Regions from separate parts of the Capsicum annuum genome. Here region 2 is linked to region 1. A link is a contact called in public Hi-C data. All regions are on one chromosome and are shown on one strand. The core of a region is the stretch at or near the end of the contact, and the rest is flanking DNA. Distances in the headings are between cores, read along the strand shown. Region 1 overlaps LOC107850201 (protein ILITYHIA). Region 2 overlaps LOC107849162.

Evidence for each region. A called contact is a pair of places that touch in the nucleus more often than the background predicts.
Region 2: a Hi-C map of leaf shows a contact between it and region 1, with 3 times the contacts expected there. The contact joins two enhancer-like sites. A contact is called at or near these places in 2 of 5 Hi-C or Micro-C datasets (leaf and placenta).

Annotation. Positions count from the first base shown.
Region 1 is chr12:81,857,575-81,860,660 of UCD10Xv1.1, forward strand. LOC107850201 (protein ILITYHIA) reads left to right here. Exons shown (of 60, transcript XR_007048696.1): 60 at 298-818. Among protein-coding and RNA genes, the nearest start is that of LOC107850201, 60 kb to the left of the region's middle. Within about 2 kb of position 1,422, at least 4 of the 5 cell types and tissues checked have an H3K27ac peak or open chromatin away from gene starts, as enhancers often do. A contact at or near this core is called in leaf, where this site is marked.
Region 2 is chr12:82,130,102-82,133,026 of UCD10Xv1.1, forward strand. LOC107849162 reads left to right here. Exons shown (of 7, transcript XM_016693802.2): 6 at 951-1,097; 7 at 1,277-1,767. The coding sequence ends at 1,654. Among protein-coding and RNA genes, the nearest start is that of LOC107849162, 19 kb to the left of the region's middle. Within about 2 kb of position 1,375, at least 5 of the 5 cell types and tissues checked have an H3K27ac peak or open chromatin away from gene starts, as enhancers often do. A contact at or near this core is called in leaf, where this site is marked.

The DNA of each region.
Region 1 (3,086 bases), core at 172-2,671:
TATTGAGATTAAATAGCCTGCCTTCGAGGAAAGGCAGGGAGCTCACATTCTTGTCTAAATTTTGTAAATTTTCTCCAAATATAGGAAATCACCGTTTTTATTACACTGTGACAGTACTCATTTTCCTTTCAGTGATAAGTAATAACCTTTGTGCTACAAATTACCACTTTTATGACCAGTATAGACTAGAGACACAAAACTATAAGGGGAAGTATATTAACAGTGGTGAAACGGTTGCTTTCACTGAAAGTCGATTCTGGGATGAAAGTTTACTGTGATATCCTCTATTTGCCGTAGGTGTGTATGTCATTATATTGCAGATACCAACTTCAGAAAACCTGTTTTCTGGTGGTTATTCACAAATAAAGACATACGAGACTGTTTGGTTCAGGAAGACGTGACAAATGATTTCATATCTCAGCATTCTTTTTTTTATCCTGGTTATTCACTTCAAATTGACTTGAAGGTTCAAATTCCGGTTTCCTCAGAAAGGGAAATTTCTTGCCAAGCTGGGATATTGTTGTAGGTACGTATTCAGTAAGATGCAAAGCCACTATGTTTTCCTCAACATTACATCATAACAGTACATGTTGAGTTTAAGTTATGTGTGTAAAATCATTTGTGCGGTTTGTATTGTTGGCAACTGGCGTATTCCATATTTTCCCTTTTCAATCAGTTGAGTAATAGCAGTAAACAGGCTTGAATATAACCTGTAATCGGGTCCTGAATTAATGTCATTTTGGTTTGATTGCCTCGTCTCTCGAATGAGGTCATGTAACCCACAATCGAATGAAATAATATTTATGTGCGTTGTCCAATCACTGGTTGTCACGACCCAAAAATTAGGGTTGTGATGGTACCTACTTCCCCAATTAGGTAAACCAACTTGGTTGTGTCATGACCCAAAGGCTAGGGTTGTGATGGCACCTACTTCTCCCAGTAGGTAAACCAACCTTTCATAACAAGAACATAGCAAACTTCATGGTTATAATATTAATCGTAAATGCAATAATCAAAATCCAAATATCACTTTCATAAGAAGTAAAATAAGTATAAATGAAACCAATTCAAGCATGTCATTTCGAAGACAGACAGGAATAAGAACAGAAGAAGTTGGTTCAAGGGCTCTGAATGCGAGGAGCTCACCTTTAATGAAGTATCATTTTACGATCAAAATTTGCGCTGTTGACTGCTGTGGAGATCTGCATAAATAAGGTGTAGAGAGAATAAATCACTAGTAATCAGTAGGTATTATGGGTTGGCTGAGCTTAGTCGCTATATCGAATAAAGAATGTTAAAAGAATATCCTACAGGCACAAAAATTTCAATAACTCAAAAATACCAGTTAATAAGGAGCACTACTATGTATAACAATAATAAAATATGTGATGTGATGCTATGTTCAATGATCCTATCAATTTACATCCCCTCAAATGTGGTATGCTGTGAAGTGGGATCAATGGGGACTCGTATGGTCGTTATACCATCTTTCTTTTATTGTTGTCATTGATCTCATATCTAGTTGCAGTCTGCGTTCACTATTAAGCCTATGCCCGTCCATTCCTTTCAAGCTTGATCCAACCACCCCTCTCCTCTGACTCATTCTCATTTAGAAATGCCATCAAGAAAATCATTGATTGTTCTTTGTTTGGACTGAATAGAATAGGTCCAAGGATCGGCGTGTTGACAGAACCCAGGTAGGCTTGGCGCTTAGTATATCGTCGAAAAGAAAGATCCACGGAGCACTGTGCTCCTAGGGAATTTGAGAAATTAACTACTTCTAGAACGGAACTGGAATTTAGTACGGAACAGTAAAGTTTAATGGATGCCGAAAGTGAAAGCCGCCCCTAAGCAGGATCCAAAGACGTGGCTCATTCTTCAACAAGCACGCGGTCAGAGCCCTGACTCCTCCCAACTATGGGGGTTAGCGAAGGGAAAGAAAGCTCAACACGTCTTTTTAAGAAGAATTTAAATGCATTAGTATATCAGCTGATTAGATATGAATCGACTCTATAGCTTCTTCAATAAACACTGGTTTTTCGATCAAGTTTTGATTGACAGACTGCTACGGGCACTGATCCTTCTATTCAAAGTTTCCTTTTTCCTCTTGAATGTAGTTTGTCCTACAGCTCGCTAAAGTGATAGCTCTCTCTCTCTCTCAAAGACAAATGCGCATATTTTGGTTTAAATCGGAAAAATTAAAAAACGGAATTGAAATTTAATTTTGGTTTGTTTTTTTGATTTTTTGAATTGGTTTAGGTTTCAAATTTTAGAAATTTGGTTAAACGGTTTGGTTTTTCGATTTTCAATTTTTTTTTGGATAAATTGAAAAACTAAAATTATATAAATAATATATTATAATTTATATATAAATATGTATATATATATATATATATATATACATATATATTATATTTGCAAATGTACTAAAAATATAATATAATCTAATATAACATATAAATATATAAATTATAATCATTTAGTAACCCTAAATCCTAATATACTGCTTTGCTTTAGCCTTGAACATTACCGTGAAGGCTGCAGCGGCGCTAAACCATCCTCAGTTTGTCAGTTCATTTGAAATTTCAACATCGTCAACGGCAGTCGGCAGTTGTTTGCTCAGTTCGTCACTGCCATCGGCAGCCGCTGTCGAGTGTGGCCACTGCCATCACGTCAATGACAATGACTTAACGAGGTCGATATTTATGGTTATTTCATGCGTGTTGAAGTAATTATATTTGGCAATGAATAATGGTTTTAAAAAAGGTTATTTTTCTAGAAAAATCACCAATTGTAAATGCTCACTACTTTAATCTTTAAAATCGAAATAACCAAATCAAATTTGTAAAAATCGAACCAAACCGAAATAATTTTGGTTTGGTTATGGTTGTCATTTTCGTCAATCCGAAAATCAAAAAATCGAACCAATATTGAACAATCAAATCGAACAAATCGAATGTCCACCCCTACTTATACCCATCTAGAGCAGAACTCATCGGGCTTGGGACTTAAATTTATCCTTGCTAATGAATAAGTAAATCCACTCGAAGTAGTTCTCCTTAGGAAAAATTACATATATATACCCA
Region 2 (2,925 bases), core at 125-2,624, 270 kb after region 1:
TATACAAACAAGAAAATTAGATTTTAATTTTTTAATTATTTTTTTCATTTCAATTTATATGACACCATTTAATTAAGCACGGAGTAAAAAAAATAATATGCTATTTTTAAAATTTGTAGTATAAATTAATCTTAAATTTTGTGTGATCATAAAATATTTCAATAAAAAATAAAATAAAATTATAAAAACAAATTATTTCTAAAAAATAGAAAAGTGACATTTTTTTTGAACAAATTAAAAAGCAAAATATGTCATATAAATTAAAATAAAAAAATATAAATATTGAGTCTGTGCTTACCATATAGGCGATAAGCCACTAGTTAATATAGATGATCGCTTAAGAATATAACTCATCCTAAAAAGTAAGATGCAAAATCCATCATGAAAATGTTAAAATGAACAAAAGGAGATTTAAACTATGTGGGGAAATTATATACATTTCCTATATTTTCGGTAGTTTTGTTGTTTTGCTTTTTGAGAGTCAATATAATGAAAAAATTAATCTTACAATGCTGGTTAAAATTTATGTCGTTTGATTAAAAAAAACAATTGTGATACGTATTTTGAAATGAAGGACGTATTCGTTTATGGAGGATTTTATATAATCAATTGATCATATGTAATACTATGGAATTATATATTTCTTATACCTTTTTTTTTAAAGAGCCCTTACCGTTTTCATAGTACGTACAGGGGATGCGGTCCAACTATCCTTGAATTGTGCTTAGTGAAAGAGATTAACGCAATGGATCAAATTACTTTTCTTTCAATGCACATGGTTGTGTTACAGTTAATGTCATTAACGTGTGGATGCGTCAAGAAATCAGCAGATAACAAATCCTTCTAATTAAGCTCTTGATGATAACTTAGAACTTTATGTGTTACGTTCTATGAAAAAACACACTTAAAACTATATTATATAACACTATAATTTTTTGTTAAAAGAACAGAGTGATTCCTACCAAGCAACAGGATGCTACAACCTACTATGTGCAGGATTTGTCCAAACAAATAGCAGAATAGCCATTGGTGCTGCCATTTCTCCTGTTTCTTCCGTCGAAGGAAGTCAGTATGATGTCACTATACTCATTTGGAAGGTCCCTTTTAAACCCCCTGCTTCTTTTTGCATTTTAGCCATCATTCTCTCAAAAAATAAATTAGGTAGAAACGTAATCTGGAAAATAGAATACTAATCTCGACTGTAGCCGGTCAAATTACAATAATAATTTTTTACAATCTAAAAGTGTTAATTGTTTTTGTGTATATATATGTTTAGGATCCAAAGCTAGGGAATTGGTGGATGGTGTTTGGTGATAACACACTAGTGGGTTATTGGCCCGCAGAGTTATTTACGCACTTAGCGGATCAAGCGACGATGGTGGAGTGGGGAGGAGAGGTAGTAAATTCACGGGCCAACGGAGAACATACATCCACTCAAATGGGTTCAGGCCATTTTGCTGATGATGGGTTTAGGAAAGCAAGCTATTTCAGAAATCTTGAAATTGTGGACTCTGATAATAGTCTCAGCTCAGCCCAAGACATATCAATCTTAGCTGAGAACACTGATTGCTATAATATCAAAAGTGCTTATAGCAGTGAATGGGGTACCCATTTCTATTATGGAGGCCCTGGCAGAAATCCACGCTGCAACTAATGTTATGAGGCAATGTCTCTTCCGATCACCAATTTGTTCTTTTATTATTTTACATCTTTTGTGCTATTTCCAACTTTGTTTATGCTAATTAATTTCACATTGTTTTTCTTTTTCTTGTGTCTATGTTTTGCGAGAGAAAAATAAGTACGTATTAATTAAATAAGACAAATAGCATTAAACAGCCAAGGAAATAGCAAATAATCAGTTGGAGTTATAGTGGCTACTAGTACAAAATTTGTTATCATGTTTTTGAATCTTATCATATATATATATCAACTTGTTTTTCATAGTAATTATCGCTTAGATAAGAATTACTTGTCATTTTTAATTGAATTTTTATTTTTACTTGTCATTTTTAAAATATATAAAAAAATAATTTTTTTCCTATTTTATTCGTAACATTAATTATTTATTAAGTTAGTTTATAGACATAATAATAACCATTAATTATTAGGTGTACTATGGTAATATCTATATTAGTAATTATTTTTTTAATTGACATGTTAAGTCAAAATGTAACAAGTGAAAATGAATGGAGAGAGGATCATTTGATCAGTTGGTCTTTTATACTCCCTCAACTTCAAAATAAATGAATTGTTGAGCTATTTTTCAATGTTCAAAACAAATGAATTGTTCATTTTTTAAGAGACATGTTGATTTTTTTTTTTTCAATTTTATCCTTTTATTTAATGAGGTTGTCAAGTACTTCACATTTTCAAGGAGAGCAATTTAAGGACAATTAAAATGATGATAGCGGAAAGTAACCAACAATTTATGTCATAAATATTTTTTTTAAGGGGTGTGTTATGCCCCTACCAATTTAATTATTTTGGGATGGGGGGAGTATATAACTAGTTGGGAAACGCCTGTGAAAGGCATGAGCCCAACAATATGAAATCAGATAGTAGACTTGTTTTTAAAGTATAATTAATTTCATTGCTAATAGTATAAATGAAAATAATATTTCTTTTGTCTCAATTTATTTATCACTTTTAAAATTTTATGACTTAATCAATTTTTTTTTATGATAATAATTTTTTATATATCTTTTAAATATTTTAAATTTATCAATTATCATAACTTACTGTATGTTTACTAGCTTTTAAATATGTAGATGTTATTTCAATCCAAAAATATCATGAGTTGCAATAGTAAGCAAAAGCTTGCAGGAGCATGAGAAATGTAGGTGGGATCACCAATTTGAGTAAATGAATTGCCACGGCTACAGCAGCCATCAAACATCAGGAAATTACCAAATTACCTCGTTATCT